Regions from separate parts of the Drosophila melanogaster genome. Here region 1 is linked to region 2. A link is a contact called in public Hi-C data. All regions are on one chromosome and are shown on one strand. The core of a region is the stretch at or near the end of the contact, and the rest is flanking DNA. Distances in the headings are between cores, read along the strand shown. Region 1 holds the start of Fancm (Fanconi anemia group M helicase). Region 2 holds the start of lbe (ladybird early).

Evidence for each region. A called contact is a pair of places that touch in the nucleus more often than the background predicts.
Region 1: a contact with region 2 is called in a Hi-C map of the Kc167 cell line, with 1.8 times the contacts expected there. A contact is called at or near these places in 27 of 107 Hi-C or Micro-C datasets (the Clone 8 cell line, the Kc167 cell line, the OSC cell line and 11 more) and 1 of 7 datasets of targeted methods (the Kc167 cell line).

What each region holds. Positions count from the first base shown.
Region 1 is chr3R:21,480,201-21,486,169 of dm6, forward strand. It overlaps Fancm (Fanconi anemia group M helicase), which reads left to right and starts at 2,125. Exons shown (of 6, transcript NM_001275877.1): 1 at 2,125-2,261; 2 at 2,319-2,652; 3 at 2,781-3,655; 4 at 3,752-5,969. The coding sequence starts at 2,187.
Region 2 is chr3R:21,444,237-21,450,582 of dm6, forward strand. lbe (ladybird early) reads right to left here and starts at 2,301. Exons shown (of 2, transcript NM_079711.3): 1 at 849-2,301. The coding sequence starts at 1,857.

The DNA.
Region 1 (5,969 bases), core at 875-3,374, 36 kb after region 2:
CCCAGCACTGTAGAAGGTAATTATATTATTATATATGAAATAAACTTGCACATATGTAAAATCCAACTGATAACATTCTTGCAACATGTTCTTGTTAGGCCATGTGATAGTCGTCATCTCAATGGATATTTAAAAAAGGCCTTCTTAACATTTTTTTTGAGTGACTGTTTCAGCCGTAGTGAATACCCTTTGGATCACCCCAACCCCGACTAAAAGCACTTTGCATAAAAGGGTCTGGGCCCTTTCTAGCCTGGTTTCCCGTGGTGGCTGATTCCGCTTGGGCAACTTTGTATGGAGAGTGCTCGTTATGATGTAAACCGCAAATACTCGTAACTTGGCGACTTGGCGTCGTCGGAGATAAGTCGATGAGTCGAGAAGGGTATGGCAACCGCATCGCAACGCAGCACTCGCAGCACAGCGCATAAGTCATGACATTTATGTTGGCCATGTCGGGCAGGGCATCGCAATAACCTGTGACTCATCACATGTGCCCATAGGACACTCGAATCTACGCTCAGATATCTGGTCATTAGGCTCATTAAAGCGGCAGCCAATTAATAAACAAAAATAAATAATTGCACAATTCATTTGGTAATTAGACATGGCTCATAAAGCCGAATTAGGCAAAAGGCGTAGTGCCCATGGCCCACAGATACATACAGATATCCCACAGATAGCACGCACACCGAGATATGTACATTCATATATTCATGTATATTGTCTATATGAGGAGGGAGCCCCGAAGAGAGGGAGAACTTCATGCAAATGAAATGAAATTGACTAGAGAGCCAGCAAATTGAGTGTGTCCCGTGTACCCGTGTGCCCGGGTATTTCTGTCCCAGCTCACGGTGGCTGCCGAATGGGGTGCCCCTCCCCCAGCCCCAGCCCCCCACTACGAGCAAACACACGAACTTACATACATAAGTGAACAATTCATTTGTCACACTAAATTTGTTTCAATTCATTTGCTCGGAATGACAAATAATGCGATATAATTACATTTTGTGAGCGTTCTCCGGTGCCCGTGCTTTTCCGCGGGAGTGGGCCATGACATCCAGCTCTCGGACTCAGATTCCCCCACACACGGTCAATGCTCATTAGGTGAAGATTTTGAAATGAGATTGTGACTATTTACGTATGTTTTTCCGTCAAACTTGGCCAAGTGTATGTATGTGCTTGCTAATTATCATTTTCCCTCATCAGCAGCAGGGGCAAGGATTTGTGGAATAACTTCAGAAATTAAGGTTGAGTTTAGTCAGCATGGGAAGTATATTATTTCAATTATATTATTCGGCTTATACATTAAAAATTAAAAATTCAGTTCCATTCCATTAATTAATCAATTCATTAAAAGGTATTTGTTAAATATCCTAATGCTGCTACCAGTTTAATTGTATCTACCCGTACTGCTTTTCTTTTGATACCAAGCCTTTTCGTTGGGGAAATAAAAGCAAATAAGAACGTTCGTTGGAAGCGCCTAATTTAAGACAATCAGAACATCTACGACAGAAATATCGCGAAAAGTACTCGGGCAATCTGTAAGTACGCAGTGTGTATTCGCCCAATTACGAACTGGCGACATTAAATGGGGCTTGACATTTCCGGGCAGATTGTGGGGTCTGCGTTTTCGTAAGGATTTCGGCATTTTAGCAATACTTTTCACCGATATGATACTGATTAAGGGAAATCATACAAGAGCTCTTTTAATTAATGTAAACTATTGCCATTTGATCACTCATTTATCTTTATTCTCTAAAATCAACTTAGTCACTGTTTAAAATTGGCGCGCTTTTATTTGAATTTAAGTGTTTGGCAAACATATACACAGTGGCGCCATCTGGAGCAGTGCTGCCACTCTCGTATTTGGCACCATTTTAGAGCACTGTTTAATGGCTTAGCAAATCCGCGCTATAAGAAGCCGCTTCAAGCTTGCTTAGACAGTTAACAATTTTTGAGAATTGTATTTATTTTTACTTATTACCCTATATTTAGAGGGTTTTACAGACTAAAATTAGTTTTCATGTCACGATTTGTGTGATCGATATACTCCAACAGCGCCACCTAAAATGATTAGCTCATCCCTAACGGAATGTTATGTTATAAACACAATGTAAAGCAATGTAAACACTTTCAAAACAAAATGTAGATCGTCGTGCAGTAGTTGTTATCAAAAGATTGCTGCTATCATGGATGTGAATTGGATGGACGATGACGAAGACCTAGTGGCGGCCTTGGCTATGCACGAAGAGCAGAAGAGCGAGGTATTTACTTGTATTTACTCCTGCGAGCGCAGAGTCTCTCACAGTTTGGATCCTCAGGATGCCGATGGAACACGTTGGGAACATTGCGACGAAGCCTGCGATGGTTTCGATATGGCCACAGGACACAACTGGATTTATCCAAACAACCTGCCCCTACGATCCTATCAACAAACCATCGTCCAATCGGCGCTGTTCAAAAACACCCTGGTGGTGTTGCCCACGGGATTGGGAAAGACCTTCATTGCGGCGGTGGTTATGTACAACTTTTACAGGTGGTATCCAAAGGGAAAGATTGTGTTCATGGCACCCACAAGGCCCCTGGTCTCGCAGCAGATCCACGCATCCCAGAAGATCATGCCCTTTCCATCTGAAGACACGGTGCAGCTAACAGGTGAGTTCAAATGTGAAGACTTATTTACAAATGCTTACCGGGTTATATGACTAAAAGAACCTGGATGTGCCGACTGCCTTACAAGTCCTGAATCCAAAAAATAAGCTCCAGTCCCATTTTTATTCCAGGCCAACTTCCTCGACCCAAACGAGCTGAGCTGTGGGCCTCCAAGCGGGTCTTCTTCGCTACGCCGCAGGTGGTGCACTCAGACATGCTGGAAGCTGATGGCGAATGCAGCTTTCCCTTTGGGTCCATCAAGTTGATAGTGGTGGATGAGGCGCACCGGGCCAAAGGTCGCTATGCCTACACCCAAGTGGCCGACTGTCTGATGGCACGTAACAGGTATTTCCGGATGCTTGCCCTGTCCGCTACACCAGGAAGAACCATGGAGGATGTGGCAGCTGTGTGCCGAAACCTATACATTTCCAATCTGCAAGTGCGCTGGGACACCTCGATCGACGTGCAGCCCTACATACACAGGCGGACGATTCGAACCATAGTGGTCTCCCTGAAGGAGAGAATCAAGGAGCCGAGAGAACGATTGCTGCAGATCATCGAACCATACCTACGCCAGCTTATGGAAGCTGAGATTTTTAAAGGCAACAAGGGAACCGTGAGCAGAAATAGTTTGCTCTTTGAGCAGAAAAGCTTCGTCGAACGATCGGCGCAAGGCCAGCGGCATCCGGATCACAACATAATAATGGGCAACTTCGCCATGTGCATCAGCATGTACCACTCGCTGGACCTAATGGAGCGTCACGGTCTTCGCGTCTTCGTGAACAATTTCGATGCAGACGACGACGGGCGAGAGAAATTTGTACTGGCCAGAGATGGTAATCTAAGGAATTTGGTGGAGCAGGTCCGCCAAGAACTCGGTGCCAATCCCCTAGATTACACCACGCATGCCATGACGAATGGAGAAGTGCCGCCTTTGCCATCTGATCTAGACTTTGGACATGCCAAATATGAGAAGTTGCGACAGGTGTTGGTGCAACACTTTCAGGTAGGGGCAAAAAATCAAAAAAAAAGAAGTTTTCATATAATTTTCATGAAACCGATAAACATATTCCCTTGTTAATATAAATGTTTTCTTTAATAGGCAAACCCCGATTCCCGCGCCATTGTTTTCTGCGAGTACCGTGAATCCGTAATGCTGATTCACCGGCTACTCCTTCAACACAGACCGGTGCTCCGTCCGCGCTGTTTTGTTGGCCAGGGCAGCACAGTTGGAGCAAGCTATGCTCTCACCCAGAAACAGCAGCTGCAGATAATGACCGACTTTCGATCCGGCACTAGCAACGTTCTGGTGGCCACGTCGATCGGAGAGGAGGGCTTAGACGTCGGCGAGGTGGAGATGATTGTGTGCTTCGACATTTGCAGCACTAATCCCACTAGATTTATTCAGCGGATTGGGCGCACTGGAAGGAAGAAGAATGGAGAGGTGGTTATGCTAGTGACCGAAGGACGAGAACAGCAGGTGCTTAAGGATGTTCTGGCCAACAAGGATCAAATCAACAAGAAGCTATTGAATTCGTCCGTTGTTAAATTGTCGCTTTATGAGCAAAATCCTCGAATGGTGCCATCAAAATTTCAACCAAAATGCGAGGAGAAACACATGGAGCCAGTTGCTGAGGAGAAACCCAAGCCGAAGTCGGCAGCCAAGACGAAAGAATCCAGGAAGCGGAAGCAACCAGTTGCACAGACTGGTAGCCTAAGGAAATACTTCAAAGAAAGTCCTCCAACGGAGAGTCAGCAAGGAATATTGCAGGGAATAAAACCCTACCAAATGAGCGAAGCTTCACAGCAATTGGTTAAGCAGCAAGTTCTACGGCGCAGCGTAACTCTGAAGAACTTCTTTGGGGAATCTCAGGCCAGCTCAACGTTAACCAGCAGTCAGGAAGATGTGCAACGCCTCCGAAAACTTACTCGCCTTCTGCAGTCAAGCAAGCCATTTGTTTCGGACTCCAAGGATCTTATGAGCCATCTGCAGGACGATCACTTACCCAGGCAAATAAAGCTCTACTTACTCAAAAGTAATCCCGAATTTCTGAGGGAAACCCATTTGAAGATGCAAGTCCAGAGCGAGTTGAATATAGCTGATGATCGCTTAAATAGTCGGCAGCGACGCACTAAAAATAATTATCAACTGCTTCTGGACATTTGCGACGGAATGGACCAGATGAATGAGCTTCTTCAAGGGGATAATAGTGGAGCAGAGATTAGCTTCAGGGATGAACTAAATCCTATTTATAATCAAAGTCCCAAAAAGTTCGATACCATTTGTGAACAGATTTTCGATGGTCTGAATGAGCATGGCCTAAACTCGAACAATTTTGAACTGAAGCAAGATCTTTTAGAGAAACTTGAGCTTCGCAATCTGGAAACCACAGTAAACGAGCAACTGGGTGGCATTGAAGCTTCCTGGTCAGAAGAGGAGTGGGACCAACAGGAGGAAGACGTGAAATTTGAGTCTATGTACCTAAGCCAGCAATTGAACTTACCAGACGCGAATGTTGTCCCCCATAGCTCAACGCCGCTCAGGGTCAAACCCTTGAGCAAATTAATGTTTAAAACCCTGCAGGGCGATATTGAAGAGGAGTATCATTCCGGGATGGAAGCTAGTGAATTGGGGGACAACTTAGGTCGCCTAAATTCACTGATGAACGCAAGTGAATCGAAGATTAAAGCGACTGAAAGAATTGCACCTATTCCTGTAGTAGACTCTACAATTGAGACAAATCACTTTCCAGCCGTGGAAGAAAGTCAAAGATCAACTCCTATTTCCATTGCAGATTCTTCAGGTGAATCAAATCACTGTGCTGTTAATAAAAATAGTGAGATATATCCAATGAGCATAGATGAGACGAAAGTAGAAGTTAAGTCCTCTTTAAATCTGAAAATGCACGCAGAATCCATTGTAGAAGATTTGGATATCGACTTGGATGATTTTCTAGAGCCAATGGACAAGGAACTGGAATTAGCCTCCCAGACAAAAGGGAAGTCGCAAGAGAACATCGTAGATCACCAGATGGAAAAATTGGAGAAAAACTGCGAGCAGAAAGAAACAGCACACAACAATGACCTTGATCTAACGGACGAGGACTTGAAAGAATTTCTAGAGCCGATGGTGGAGGAAGTGGAGTTGATGAGCCAAAAAAAGGCGAATGACTTCAAGGATTTTCTCGAGCCAATGCCAGAGGAGTTAGAGCTAATGAGCCAGCAGAAGAAAAACATACTGCTTCCAAGTACAGAAACAATTAAAAACTCAGAAAATAAAAACTCACATGAGGATGGCTCAAGAACCGTTTCGCCAGATA
Region 2 (6,346 bases), core at 1,051-3,550:
CAGCTATTATTTTTGAGTAGCAACAAATGGAAACGGCATGTTAATTGTTCGCCACAACAAAACTCGATTAGGTAATGCACCAGCCAGCTAATTGTTGCTAATCGCTGCAGAATCGACACGACTAACACCAATATACTAATGCGGATAGTGCGGACTATTAACCATTAATTGCCATGAAATCACTTTGGGGTCGGGGGTGGAGTGCAGGGAGTACTTGAACGCCCACTAAATGCCCTCGGTCGAGTTTATGCCAAAATAAACCTAAGTTGCAGAATAAAAATGCCGCAGAATGAATTATACTTTATCATCAAATTGGTTCGTTTGTTTCTGTCGACCGCTGGCGCATGCTGCCAATTAATTAAAAGCCCGAAATCGAATCGGTTAAGGAATTTACATAACAAAAGATTTCAAATGGCGGGTCGCGGGCGAGTGCTACCATTTGTTTCAATTAAACGAATTTCGAATTTGCTGATTGATAAATGGAAAACGTCATAATAAGCTTAATATTCAGCTTCTGCGTTTGCGATTCCCCAATTTCAGAACGATAACAAATTAGAAGCTTTTATTCTAATTAAGAAATCGCGCAAATTTATTTCGAAAATTGAGACGTTTTTCAACCGAGACACACTGATGAAATCAATTGGGCTACTAAGGATTCCATAATTTAGATATTGATTAAGGAAATTTCATTTAGCTTAAATAAGACTCGTAGTTAGAATCATATTCATATTCATATCATCATCATCAATCACTTCAAGCCACTCAACTATTTTCCAATAAGAAGAAAGAACCTTTACGAACTATAACTATGTATGCAATGTATATTTAATCTCCTGGATGATGCTTACCTTGCGACTCGTCAAAGTCCTTTGTGGTCATCTGGAAGAGAGCATCCAGAGGAGTGTCTCCGTTTGACTTTCCTGAACCCGTTGGCTGCTCCTCTGATTTCTTCTTCTGAGCTTCCTCACTTCCCTCTTGGGTGGTTAGTTTTTCAAGTTTTTCCGCCTGCCGTGGGCTGCAGCATTCGGTGCTGCCATTGCTGCTGCTCGATCGCTGGGAACGCTCCGAGCTGCCGTCCTCGGAAGCGATGATCGCGGGATTCATGCCCATGTGGCGAAGGAGCTGGGCCTGGGCGTTAAAGTGTTCCTGCAACTGGCGATGGTAGTCCAGAGCCAGGCGCTGCTCGTAGTGCAGCAGGGCGGAGGGGATGAAGGGGCGGACGGGCATGGTCGGCCCCAGGAGGTGATCCCACGGCCGAACAATCTGTCCGCTTGGCAGGAGCATGGCAGCAGCAGCGGCCGGGTGGACATCCAACGGTTCCGTGCGTGGTTGCAGTAATCCGCCCGAGGGGGCAATGGGCCGGGAGGCAGGTGGAGCCAGGAGGTTTGCATTTGGGGGCGGGGAAACGGACTCCTCGCGCTGCTTCTCCGAGTGACCCAGTATGTCCGCGATGGAGAAGCTCTTGACCCCCTCGATGGCCGACTTGGTAGTCTGGTTGGTCTGGGGCTCCGGAACTGCTGACGGTGGACTGGGCGTGTGGTCTCGTGGCTCCGAGGAGGACGAGGACATGCGCAGGCGCTTCAGCGGATGGAAGTAGTCCTCCGGCAAATTGCCGACGGCACTCCGGGTGAGTCCGGAGGCGGCTGCAGCTGCTGCGGCGGCTGCTGCGGCATGGTGCTGCATCAGCAGCTGCTGCTGCTGCAGCAGATCAATGGTGCTGGCCCGTGGATGCTGCAGCGGATGAGGATGCGAGTGCGGATGCGTATGATGCTGCGTGGGCAGCGGGCTGGGGGCTCCGCCCACGGAGATTTCGGATTCGGCGGGACTGGCCGGACGCATGGTTGGAGGGCAGAGCATTTAGGTTCGCTTCAGCACTTGGTTTCTTTTCCGAGAGTTTCGTTTCAATTCGTTTGGTTTAGCACTTAACTGTTTTTCAAGACGGCTTTGTCACTACACTGCAAGTCGGTACTGACGATACTGACAAGCCTTGTACACTCAAATCTTGCTATAATTCCTCTGATTTGTTTGATTAGTTTACACTGATGCTTCGACACGACGACGCTGATCCAATGGCGTAGGACCTCTCAACTCGACGCTTCGCAGTCAACTGTTCGAAACTAGATTGAAGATTGGTTTGCTAACTAGACACGTCGATATTTCTTCAGTTCTTTTGCTGCCGCTGCTCTCTGCCGCAGCTCTCGTTCGCTCGCTCACTCTCTGTCTCTCTCTCTTTCTCTGTCTCGCTCGCGAGAGAGCAAAACCCGTTCTGCGAAAGAGCGAGATACCCTTATGGTAGTGTCATCTCGCTCTGCTCGGCTCTCAGCACCAATCGGCTACAGCAACAAAAAATAGCAATGGTGGCGTATACGTAACGGTAATTATGGCGTTCATCATGAGACTGCTGTGCAAAAGGGATGGCAGACGGCGAGTGCGAGCGAGACGGGCGCTTCTCAGATTGTAACGAGACTGTATTTAGTATTTTAGTCGCTGCAAAGTTTTCACAACTCCAAATGCGTCGACTGCGGCGCAGGCAGTGACAGAGGGGGCTAGGAGCCCCCTCCCCACTTTATGTACAGCTCGTAACCCCCTCACAGTTAGCATTAATGACGATGACCCCCGAAGGCAGCCTGCGTTTAATTGTCAAGCGTTTGCAATTAATTTGCCTTAAGAAAAACGAACAATTAATTTGGAGGAAAACAAAAAATAGAAAACAGTGGGGATATAAAAATGCGCATAAATTTGAAGACATTTGGAAATTAATTGGAGTCTGAGAATGGAAATGAGGCCAGTTTCGTCTGAATGAAAACGAATATTCTCTATTTTCAGCCAAATTTGGTGGGAAGCCAGTTTATATAATTGACTCTAGTTGCTTAGATTACTTATTTCGGTGTGTTTTCATTCCCGACGGCTTTTTTTATTGCTTGATTTCAGTATTGTATTCGTATATTTGAATTTTTATTTTATTTATATAATAAATTGTGATGCTAGTAATATTATTATTAATCGAAATATTTTGTTGTTGTAAAACATCTTTATGTAATATTTAGTTGTACAAGTTAAATTACGTATTAAAATAACTTTACATTATTTTCGAAAAAGGTAAAAATTAAATCCCAATAAAAACATTTCTATGTCACACATAAAAAATTTATTTTTTCCATTTTTAATCGGAATACTGTTAATTGTGAAATAAGTAAGGTTAAATGATACATATATGAGTGTTTGTTTTTTTTGGTTTTAGTACTGAACATGTTCCCCTTTAGGATTTCTATGATACTACACATCGACATTAAAAGGAGGAGCTATTTCATTTTCCCTGTAATCCCTGCCGTCCAAATTCGAGCTGCACTATTTAAGTGGCTGCCAATTTGCAATTGTCCACACGTCTTAGTGAACTTGAAGGCAATTGCTGACACCTTCGAGGCAACAAACAACGCCAAATCCCTTTAATTGAAACAAATGCGAGTTGCAGCAACAAACAGTGGAGAACAAAGGAGGAAATAGTAGCAGCAGCAGCAGCAGCGGCAGCACAAAGGCGTCAGGGCGTCTGAAAACAAAGGGCCAGAGGTCTATTAACGAAAAGTCGAAAATCCAAAATCGAAACCAATTGCTGCCGCAGCAGGATGCTAAACGAAAGGAATTGCCGGCGACCACCGCAGGCTCAGCGCCCGACTTTAGCCGCAGTCGGTCTGTCTTTTGGCCCTGACCTGATCCGGGACCCTTTCTGAGGCCATGGTGTACTACTACCTGGTGCTCCCGGTGAGCGACTGTTGATAAGGACTAATCACACAAATATTTGAGCATTCCGCTTGTGATTGAGGCTCGCCGCGAGCGGCGCGTTTGATTTCCCGCGTTTAGCGCTTCTGTATTTTTTATAATTCTAATTTTGGTTGCCCATTTCACCTTTGTTCTCGGCGGCTATTAGTGTATCTATTAGATACTTACGTACACACACGAACGGGGCCTGCGTGGGAAAAGCCGCCGTGTTAATTATGCCAGGTCCTTGAGTCGATGAATCCTTCGCGGGGAAGGTCAATTTACACCTGTGCTCCCTCTCTAAATTTCCCACTGTGTGTGGCTCCATTCACACGATGATAAACTCCTGCAGTGAAAGTGCGGGGAAAGGGTTCATTAATATTCAAATTTAAAAGCAGGGCGACGATTTCTTTGATTTATCGGCTCAACTTCAGCTGCCGCATAATGGTGGAGCCAGCAGCCGGAGCAGCTGAATCAGTTCATTCCGCCGGAAACGATAGATTTTCTATAATTTAGATTGTCGCTCCTATCGTCAGATATCTAAATGCCTCATAAGTACTAGGTGGCCAACTACGTAAGCTTGGTATAAACTAGCATTGCCATTATGTCATAATACATTGCCTGACTTTGAATAATACTAGACTAAATTCATGAGTTAGTTGATGCTAAAAAAATATTTATGAAAGGTTTACAACTTAAATTTAACGTAATTCTTGTATGGCCGCAGCTAAGCTTCTTTTAAAGGCCAATACTATCTTCCAAATAGCAAATCAAATCAGAACATCCCGCCTTATGAAGTCCTTTCACTTTGCTGAAGTTGACTATATTTTACCATCACAGCAAGTGTATATCCGTCGTCATAATGCCCCAACTACCAAAACAACGACTTGTCTGTAATTGTCAATTAGCAAGCTTTCAACGGCAGCAACAGCCTGAAGTCACAGCTTCCATAAACAAATTTATATTCGTCGTTTTTGCCATTTAGTTGCCCTGAGCGATTTGCATATGCCATGGAGTCACTTTCGGTTCAAGACTTGCAGCTCCACAGCGACCCACGCAGCATTGACACATGCCCGTCACTGCCACTTGATCTCGCGGCTGTGCGGCAGATAAAAATCCAAGAGATTGGAATCGAGTTTGGTAGCATGTCGAAAATTGTAATACTACCGATGGCTAGACGATAATTATGCATTTAAGCCGCCTTTACTTGCTCCGCTCCAATTGGGTGTGTTCGATTGACCCAAAATGATTCAAAAAGCTTGGGAGTCAGCTATAGTGGATAATCTGATGTCTTGCCTTATTTTCAATTACTTGAACTCAAATTAAATTGTATCGAAATTGTACTGTACACAAAATTAGTAGCTAATTTTTTCCATATTCCCATGACTGGCAAGCGCTTGCGACAAATTGAGCAATCATTTGGCCATATTTCTGGCTTAAATCTTGATTAGCCAAGTTGAAGTCATTAATTTATTGTTTGGTTTGGGGACGTACGCCTTTGAGTTGAGAATCAAAGAGAAAGTCCTCCAGCTCAAGCGTTTTGTGCCGAAATAAGAAAAAACTGCTGAAAAGAAAACTCATCAAAGAGAAAAGTAGTTAGACACAAAAGACACTTGAGCTGGAGCGGCCATTACACATTGCCAATTTCACAGTAATCATCGGCATGGCCAAGAAAGCCCTGGCCGAACAAAATGTGGCCCAGAGGAAAGAGTAGCAGAGCGAAGTAAGCCGTTTAGGGGCCACCCACAAAGTGAGTTTTAGACTCGAAGTCAAAGACCAGGCAAAGAGACCTCGCTTTCGGGCCAAGTTGGGCTGCCTCCGTTGGGCACGCTAATCAAGGCTGGATGGCTAAAAGCTAAAAGCCAAATACCGAACACCAGAAAGCAAATGCGAGTCACAAATCAAACGCTCGATGGAAAGCACAAAAACGGAAAACAATGAACAAGCGCATGCTAATTAAAGCGATGCTCAAATTGAAATGTTTAACTTTTTCATCTCGGTTTCTATTTTCGGGGCCTGTGCTTTCGTCTCAATCTGTTGCTTCTTTTTTCCCGTCTACGTGAGAGGGCCAAGCGATCCGCAGCAGAGCAGTTCGATCCGGGCCAGCAGCTCTACACTGCACAGAATAGATTTGTAAATTTAAAGGTATGTAACTGAAACATATGCTTGTCAGAAGCATGTAGCTGCTAAGAAACTGCTAAGTGAACTGATTTACATCGGAATCTTCATGCTGTATCTGCTTCGGTAGCCCAAGATATCTAGGTAGATATTATACATATTATACATACAGATTGCACACAGATATTTAGTCTTTACTAATTTACTATTTACTAATATTTAACATATTTTTTAGTATTTACGAGTTCTGAATAGAAACTTTATTTCTGTGCTGCATTCCCTTTTCGGTTCTTACTTGAAATACGTGCCACACGGCGTATACGTATCGAGTGATGCTGCGTCAATACTCGACACACTCGACCCCCACACATGTGTATTCTGGGGTCCCAGGGAACTCTTGTATTTGCATGCAACAGAGAACACTGTTTGGATACTTTTTCGACTGAATGCGGCACGCAAATATTTGTCCGTT